Regions from separate parts of the Columba livia genome. Here region 1 is linked to region 2. Evidence: chromatin contacts called from public Hi-C data. All regions are on one chromosome and are shown on one strand. Each heading gives the region's core, a stretch centred on a gene start, on an enhancer-like site or on the middle of the called end of the contact. The rest is flanking DNA. Distances are from core to core; before and after follow the strand shown. Region 1 overlaps SRGAP2 (SLIT-ROBO Rho GTPase activating protein 2). Region 2 holds the start of PM20D1 (peptidase M20 domain containing 1).

What was found. Hi-C and Micro-C count contacts between places; a contact is called where the count stands out from the background.
Region 1: a contact with region 2 is called in a Hi-C map of liver, with 4 times the contacts expected there. The contact joins the enhancer-like site here to the promoter of PM20D1 in region 2. A contact is called at or near these places in 2 of 2 Hi-C or Micro-C datasets (crop and liver).

Annotation. Positions count from the first base shown.
Region 1 is chr22:3,247,990-3,252,301 of bColLiv1.pat.W.v2, forward strand. SRGAP2 (SLIT-ROBO Rho GTPase activating protein 2) reads left to right here. Exons shown (of 23, transcript XM_065038652.1): 23 at 2,084-4,312. The coding sequence ends at 2,467. Among named protein-coding and RNA genes, the nearest start is that of IKBKE, 13 kb to the right of the region's middle. Within about 2 kb of position 1,407, at least 1 of the 3 cell types and tissues checked has an H3K27ac peak away from gene starts, as active enhancers do.
Region 2 is chr22:3,075,769-3,080,327 of bColLiv1.pat.W.v2, forward strand. PM20D1 (peptidase M20 domain containing 1) reads right to left here and starts at 2,636. Exons shown (of 13, transcript XM_065038641.1): 1 at 2,405-2,636; 2 at 1,171-1,257; 3 at 598-830. The coding sequence starts at 2,600.

The sequences.
Region 1 (4,312 bases), core at 157-2,656, 170 kb after region 2:
GTTCGTTCTTCAGAATTTAATTTCAACAAGAAAAACATCCATTTCAGAAAGTTACACAGATTCCAATGCTGTCAGCAAAAAAATTAAACAATCATAACTTCGAGACGTGAGAAAAGTCAAGTATTTGGTGTCAATTGAACATTCTCCTGTGGTTAGATATTGGAAGCATATGGAGCAGTGGGTTGTATGGGGCTCACAGTGGCATCTTTATATGCTCCCAAGGGTCAGTGTGTGATTAGAAACCAACTTTGAACATAATATTGCTCATTTTCCTTAGTTAATTATTGTGACAAGTGCCGTGAAGTGAGGGCAGGCTGCCGACACGCGTTCCTGCTTTGCAAAGAGCGCTCTCTGCTTTTGGGGCCGACTCCACACGGACAACAGGGCAACCATCTTCTGCAGTTCCTTCTGTGCAGCTTAAAGGGAAAGATGTTCTTGGGACTTTTCCTTATCTTTGCTAATTTTGACCCAGACTGGTTTGAGACAGATTCTCTCTATTCAGAGATCTGTCCCCGTGTCGGAGCCGCCACCACGGCCACTGTTACCAAAAGCGCAAGGGGCGTCTGTGCATCCGTCTGTGCTTTCACGAGTAGGATGAAAAGACTGAAAGTCAGATTTGGCCAGGCCACGGCTCCTAATGGGGTGATTTCCCTCTTCCACGAGGGATCTGTTCTCTCTCCTGCTCCGATGCGCCCGCATGTACGTCGCCTGCACCGGGACGCGAGGGCTCTGTCAAAAGCCCAGGAATGCCTGGATCTCGGGTTACAAAACCAGACTTCTCTGCCTGGCTCCAGAGTTTGTAGGTTTCCAAAGATACGTGAAAATTAAACATCATTTTTATTGACAAAACGGTACTAAATAAGGTCCGAATAAAAACCTGATACATGCCCTGATGGAAAGTTGTATTTTGCCATTATGAATATCTTTAGCCCGTTTATTCCAGTGGGATTATACGCTCTTCTTGTCTTCATATATCATTGTCCTTCCAAGGCTTCACTTGACATAAATCAGTTTCTTTGTTTTTTCAATTAAGCTCTAACCAAAGTTGTTCTGTCTCCTCTTCCTGCCAGAATGTTAATTCCATTGTTTGCACTGGAGAAGAGTCTGGGGAGAAAAAAGAGATGGGGGGAAAAGAGGAGGGGAGGGCAAAAAAAAAAAGCTGTGTTAAATTAGTGTTTCTCTTCGCCCTGTATTATCTGTTCAAACACCACCTAATAATCGTCACGCCTTTTCCATATTTTCCCTGACTTCGTAAGTAAAATCTGCCTGGCCTCAAGATAGACCGGGAGTGTCAGATTACTGTCTCTGGTTCCTTCCACCATTCCTTGACTGATTTACCTTCCCCACCCCCCGAAAAACCCTCTAAGGAAGCTCCAAAGCTTCAGCCAAGCTGTGAGTCACAGCAGCGCTGAGCTCGGCTGCTCTCCCGTGGATCCTCCGCACCAGAGGGCTGCAGCAAGCATGTAGCTCCAAGAAAAGCCACATTTTTATCTCAAAATTCTCTTTATATTTCTTTGTTAATAACTGTGGTGTTTTATAAGAGGCAAGAGAAGTGCTGACTTGAATTTCTCTATATGTTTCTACTATATTCTGTGTTTTCTAAAACTTTAAAGGGAAGACAACTCAGCAGGAAAAGCAAAGAGGCAGTGAGAGCGCTCAGGGATTTCAGCTTTTGGTATATGGCCCATCAGCCAGGGGAAAAAAATCATCAATCCTTTCTTTAAGAATTTACCTTCCTGAATCTCGCCTGCCTAAAATAAAGGACAAGAATGGGTCCTAACACTTTGAATCATGGGCTTTTCTGGTTGCTGCATTTTGGGATTTTACTTGTCCAAACAGCATCAGGTCCAGTGAAGGACCAGAGTCCCCGTTGATGGAAAATATTACAGCTTATTGGCTTCGGTATATAATGCCGCGTTGTTTGGCATGGGTTTCACCGTGACACCTGAAGGTCCTTGACCCACCAGCTGATTCGAGCGTTTGTGTTTAGAGGCTGAAAAGAAATACGCCTTCCCCAAACACCAACTTTTAATTCTCTATGTCGGGGTGCTGTTATTCACTCCGTTTCTCTTTGCGTTCGCAGGACATTGAAGCGACTATGAACTCTGCTCTGAACGAGCTGCGGGAGCTGGAGCGGCAGAGCAGCGTGAAGCACACGCCGGACGTCGTGCTTGACACGCTGGAGCCTTTGAAAACGTCCCCGGTGGTGGCGCCCACGTCCGAACCCTCCAGCCCCCTGCACACCCAGCTCCTCAAGGACGCCGAGCCCGCGTTCCAGCGCAGCGCCAGCACCGCCGGCGACATCCCCTGCACCTTCCGGCCCGTGAAATCGGTCAAAATGGCCACGCAGGTGAAACCTCCGGCCACGCGGCCCAAACCGACGGTTTTCCCCAAAACAAACGCCACGAGCCCCGGCGTCGCCTCCTCCGCGGCTCAGCAGCCTCCGGACAAGTCCTGTACTGTCTGATAAACTCGATGCTGCTCCGCGGGTGTAACTCTGTTGTTTCAGACTCCGTTAAAGACGTGAAAAATTCCTATTTATCTCCTCTTTTGAACTTCTGAAGGTCAGTTGTGAACTGCTGCTCACTGCTGGGGGCCCTTCCTGCGCAGTGACACCTTCGTCCCACGTACCCGCGTCGGTAGCATCCGTGAGGCAAAACGCTTCGTGCCACGTGAAGGAAACCCAGGATCAGGTCACTGTGAACCTGAGGAGGAAAAAACGCAAAAGAAGCAAAGAGTTGAATCTTGGTTTCCAGTTGATGCCTTCTTCAAGTGTTTGGCCACCGAGAGAAATATTTAGCGGCATCATGTTTGGAGTACTGGTGTAGTGACTTCTATGTTCCGTGTTTCATTTATCACAGGGAAACAATAGGATAGATTTTAGTCTCTTGCATGTTTTGGTGCCACTGGTTACGTGGAGCTTGGACATGCCCGTTTCTTGTGCATTATTATTATAATTATTACGTCGCCCCCTGGTGCCACGGTGGTTTAAGGGTCAGTCTCGACTTCCATCGCATCCTCTGGTTTTGTTTGTTCCTCCCCCCGAGGCCAAAGCTCTTGGCCATCCAGCCTCAGCCTTTAGTCGACACTTGTCATAAAGAATAGTTTACTCTGGAACACTCTTAGATTTTTGTGGAGTTCTATGTAATATGTGTCTGTGCAAATATAAACAATCATGTTCCTGAGGTTTAGGAGCATAAGAAAGAGCCCAGTTGTTGCTTATGGACAATCGAGCTGTTTTCTCCCATGTTTCAAAACAGTTTTATTGTTTTTCAGTGTAATTTTTAGCCCATAGGCTACGTTGTGGTGTGCGGTCTCGGGAGACTGAATGTAAAAACAAGCCAACATTTAAAAACTAAGCGTCCTCTGATGGGACTTCACTTACTAACGCACACATTCTTGTTTTGATCATCTATCAAGATGGATCCTTACCAAAATCCCAGTTGCGAGCACTGTAAGAAAACGCCGATGGGAAGTTCTCCGGCTTCGTGTCTTCTCCTTCCTTCTAGTTCCAAACGCTTCAGCCGGTGGCTGTGACGGCTGTGACGTGCTCTGGGGATCTCTGCTCTCATAGAGCGCTGCAGGAGACGCTGCTGGGGACACCGGGGACGGCGGGGACCCCCCGAGCGGCTTCGGTCTCCGTTGGACTCCGCAGACCTGCCAGTTAATCCTTTGTGTTTGTACGGTAGGCAGCAGACGCTTCAGCCGCTAGCAGGCTGCGTGGACTCTTTTGTACTCTACTGAGAATTTTCCACAGTGCTAATGTTTATTTAATTTAAAAATAAAATAAAATAAAATAGAATTTAGAAAGGCACGTGCCACTTGCAATGGGAAAGAAGATCTCGCAGTCCCGCAGGAGAGGAGACCCAGTTCACCTTGTTCCCCAACTTTGCTGGGCTTTGAGAAAAGAAAAGGCTGCACATCCTATGCTATATTTTCCTCAAATAAATTCAGGCAAGGACAAGATAAGAAAAGTAGTTTTCCTCTACCATTTAGCTGATTTTTCTCTTAAATTTATGGGTTTCTCACGCTTGGCTCTCTTGTGGCTGCAATGTCATTTTAATTGGCACTTAGTAATTAAAGAAGAAGAAACGAAGCTTCCGTTTCTAAGAACAATTTCTTCAATGTACTTTCCTGACTCATTCAGGATGTTACCGGGAGGAATGAACAGGGTTTTGCTGTGTCCCTGTCCCTCCCCACGCGCACACCCCCTTCTCTACAGACCTAACACATCCGTATTAATGATATTTTTCAAAACAAAGACCAACTTTCTCTGTGCCCTGAATTAAGAACGTGCAAAAATTGGGGAATA
Region 2 (4,559 bases), core at 1,386-3,885:
ATACAAGGATGTCACGGAAGCACGAGTCACAAAGGACTATTTTCCTTATTAATTTTTCCTCCAACATTTTCCCAAATTAGAAATCCACAGATCAAGCTTTTTTGCACTTTATTCATCCCAAATGTATTTGAAACAACAGCTCTTTGTTCTGCCACAGACTAGATACTAAAACATAGAAGGTTGTTTCACTATAATACTAAATAAACATTGTTTGTTTGGAAGCTCAAGCCTTTTCAAGGGCCAAGTTTGGCTTCGAATGCCCACGTGACACCTGGGAAAAAGCATAAAGTCTGTCTCTGACTTCAAACACAGCATTTGACATCTAATTTAAATACGGCATCTAACCAAACACATCTGCATTTGTGAACATGTATTTCTGCATCTTCTTAGAGCTTTAACTCTCTTTTCTTCAGTAATAAAAGACCTCTCCACTTTACACCTAGGAAGAGTTGGGAGAGAACCACGGGATTTAGGAATTTATCATTAACATCCTGCATTTAGAGAGGGGCAAGAGAGACAATACAGTGATTTCTAGTCCTCCAATCTGCCTTTTCGGGTTTTGTATCTCTCTGAAATGACATTACCAAGGTGACGTACTATGGCAGAGTTTTTGTTATCCAGCGTTCCTCGTCCATAGATGAAACCTTCGTGCTCTGCAGCTGAGAAAGGAGGGAAATCCCAGCCCTCCGGGGGAGCAGGCACAACATCCATGTGTGCGAGCAGCATATAGGGCAGCAAGCCAGGGTCAGAACCCTGAACAGTAAACAGGTGGCTGTATTTCCCAACAATTTCATGTTGAATGAACTTTGAAGAAAATACAGCCGGGAAGACTGTTAAGAAAAGAATTAGACATGAAAAATCAAAATTAACAGTAATGTCCAATTTTATCATTATATATATATATATTTAATGGCAAGGTCATTTAACCATCTCAAGGAACAAAAACCACTGCTGCAAAAAGATATTTGAACCTTGACTTTTGTAGCTTTGGCCATTTTTATATCAAAGTACACTGTTCCAGAAGTGACTTATATATGGCATTTGTGACAGCCCTTTCTAGAGGAAAAACAAACCAACAATCTGTTCCATTATATTCAAGAACCATATATACACGCTTCAATTTATGAAAATAAAATTGAGCAGAGATACTCAAGAATGGAAGTTGAGTACCTTCCTGAATGTAATTTCCAAATTCTGCCATGGCCGTTGTATTCAGGTCCTCTGGAGATACGGAAACAGTTGGGATTTTAATAGCACCTTCAATGACATAAATAGAAATAACACCGAAATCAGTCAAACAATACTCGAGCTGCATTTCAAAAGGGAAAGTAATATTTATGTTCCTGACCATTTTCCAGGCTTTAAAGATTATTTCACAGGATAGTAAGAGCGGCCACTATCAAAAATGACTGATGTACTTCAGCTGAGCTGTGAACAGATAGCACATCAGTGCTTCCTTCCAGTTTCAGCCACGGCATCTTTCTAGACACTCTGTTTTTCACCCTAAAGTGTTGAGTGATATTATTAGAAATGCTACTTCACACAAGCAGCTGCATTTTGCTCAAGCGAACCGATTTGTGAGTCATACACAACTCTGGTGGCTGCGCATGAAGCTCATATGGCAATTCCACCTTCTTTTTCAATAGTAAGTCAGGTTGAGACGGCAAGACTGTTACAGCACCTTCTTGCAAACTGCTCCAACCCTTAAAGATGTATAAACAGAAAGGTCTTTTGTTGCTCCTTCTGGTCTGCTCTGCCAGGTAAAGGGTGGGACAAGGCTGCTCTCCAACATCGAGTCACTCTCATGCAAAATATGGATATAACTTAGTACCAATCACAGCTGCCTTTCCTAAAAGCCCGTGTCAAGTGAGTTTACAGATTCTTTTAAAGGTTGTGTTATTTGAGACGAAACATAGGAATAAGTATCTCTCACACGCCTGCATTTTCCCATTAAAAAATATGTGAACCTGTAAACTTGCTAGGCAATAAATCTTCCAAACCAAAACCGTATGAGAACCCGACCCCTCTTTTGACAGTCACCGCTTTGTGCCAGGTTGTGGTTTCCTGCAAACTGCCGACCCTCGTGAGATTGAAATATCCTCCGAGTCTGCCACAGAAAACGGTGTCGGAGAGGCCAGGCAGAGCGGTGTGCCAGGAAATAAACCAAAAAACTGACAATGATTTAACCGGGGAACAAAGAGCTGCCTGGCGCAGGCAGTCACGGGGTGTTCTGCGTGTACAAAGAGGGAAATGTTGAGGAAAACCAACTGGGAAGGGAGCTGGGCTTCAGGAGAATAAAATAATAAAAAGCACCTGAGGGAGGGGCTGTCCCCGCGGCGGCCCCGTCTACCCCGCAGCCCCAGGCGGGGACACGGGCCGCGGGCGGCTTGCCGGGCCCCCTCACCTCGCAGCGCCTCCTTGAGCTCCAGCCTCTCGCCGGCGCTGAAGGCGGCGGGGCCGCCTCGCCGAGCCCACAGCCGGGGGATCGCCGGGGAGCGCAGGACGTAGGCGCGGAGCAGGACGGCGGCCGCCAGCGCCAGCACGGCCGCGCTCAGCCCCAGCGCCGCAGCGCAGCCTGCCCGCCGCCACCCGCCCGCCATCCCCGCAGACTCCGGCCACCGCTGACGGGCGTGACCGAGAGCAAATCGTCACGCAGCCAGCTGAGAAGACGACCAATGGGCGGCTTGGACACGCCCCCTCCGCCGGGGCTTCTGGGAGTTATAGTTCTGCGCCGCCGCGCATTCAAAATGGCGGCGGGCGAGTGGGGAACGGGTCATAGACTGTGCCGAGCTGGAGGGACCCACAGGTTTAATCGAGTCCAACTCCTGTCCCTGCACAGGTCACCCCGTGTGTCAGAGGACGTTGTGCAGTCTCTTCTTGAACACCGTCAGGCTTGGGGCCGTGACACCTCCCTAGGGAGCCTGTTCCAGTGTCCAGCACCTGTGGGTGAAGAACCTTTTCCTCACGTTCCACTGACCCTCCCCTGATACATCTTCCTGCCATTCCCCGGGTTCTGTCGCTGTCGCAAAGCGAAGAGCTCAGCCCTGTTCCTCCAGCTCCCCTTATGAGCGCAGGAAACAATTACCTTGCGAATATAATAGGTCCAGGCAGGATCTCTCAGCAAAGCATATTTTAATAAAGATTTTGCAAGATCGGGTGTTCTACCTAAAGGGAGGCATGCATAAAAGGACAAAAAGCCCCTGCTTATATCCCCCCAAAATCCCGGCCGCAATTTCCCTGCCCTGTTCCCATTAGTCGGTACTGCAGGGTTTACAGACCCCCCGACACCTGCTTCGGTCTACATGCAATACCCTTCCCCTTATCAATCTATCAAAGATATGGATTCCTGGTACTTTGGCTACCCTTCCCCCTAAATTAACTTGTAAATACAGGCTATCAGTATGCATACATGTATCAGTACACATTCCGGGAAGAGACTGTGTTTTACTTTAAGGATTCATAGTCCGATGTCTCTCAGTCCTGCTGGGGTCAGGCGCCAGGTCCCCGGTTATCTAACACCAACAGTTTTTTGTGAAATGTTCCTTACATGAGGAAGCTGTAGTCTGGGTGTTGGTTCTTTCTCCTCTAGGTGAAATCGCGTGTTTCTTAGCCCAAAGGGATCGTTTAGGAGCTGTGGGGAGCGTGGCGGCCGGTTCCCAGAGCAGCCGGAGATCACAGTATCACAGTATCACAGTATCACAGTATGTTTGGGATTGGAAGGGACCTCAAAAGATCATCCAGTCCAATCCCTCTGCTGGAGCAGGAACACCTGGGTGAGGTCGCACAGGAACATGTCCAGGCGGGTTTTGAATGTCTCCAGAGGAGACTCCACAACCTCCCTGGGCAGCCTGGGCCAGGCTCTGCCACCCTCACCGAGAAGAAGTTTCTTCTCAAATTTAAGCGGAACCTCTTGTGCTCCAGCTTGATCCCATTACCCCTTGTCCTATCATTGTTTGTCACCGAGAAGAGCCTGGCTCCATCCTCATGGCACTCACCCTTTATATATTTATAAACATTAATGAGGTCCCCCCTTAGTCTCCTCTTCTCCAAACTAAAGAGCCCCATCTCCCTCAGCCTTTCTTCATAAGGGAGATGCTCCACTCCCTTAATCATCTTGGTTGCCCTACGCTGGACCCTCTCCAGCAGTTCCCTGTCCTTCTTGAACTGAGGGGCCCAGAACTGGACACAATATTCCAGATGTGGTCTCACCAGGGCGGAGTAGAGGGGAAGGAGGACCTCTCTCGATCTACTAGCCACCCCTCTTCTAATACACCCCAGGATGCCATTGGCCTTCCTGGCCACAAGGGCCAGTGCTGGCTCATGGTCATCCTGTTGTCCACCAGGACCCCCCAGGTCCCTTTCCCCTACACTGCTCTCTAATATGCAATTTCCCAGCCTATACTGGAACCTGGGGTTGTTCCTGCCCAGATGCAGGACTATGCACTTTCCCTTGTTAAATTTCATCAGGTTATTCCCCACCCAACTCTCCAGCCTGTCCAGGTCTCTGATGGCAGCACAGCCTTCTGGCGTGTCAGCCACACCTCCCAGCTTAGTGTCAT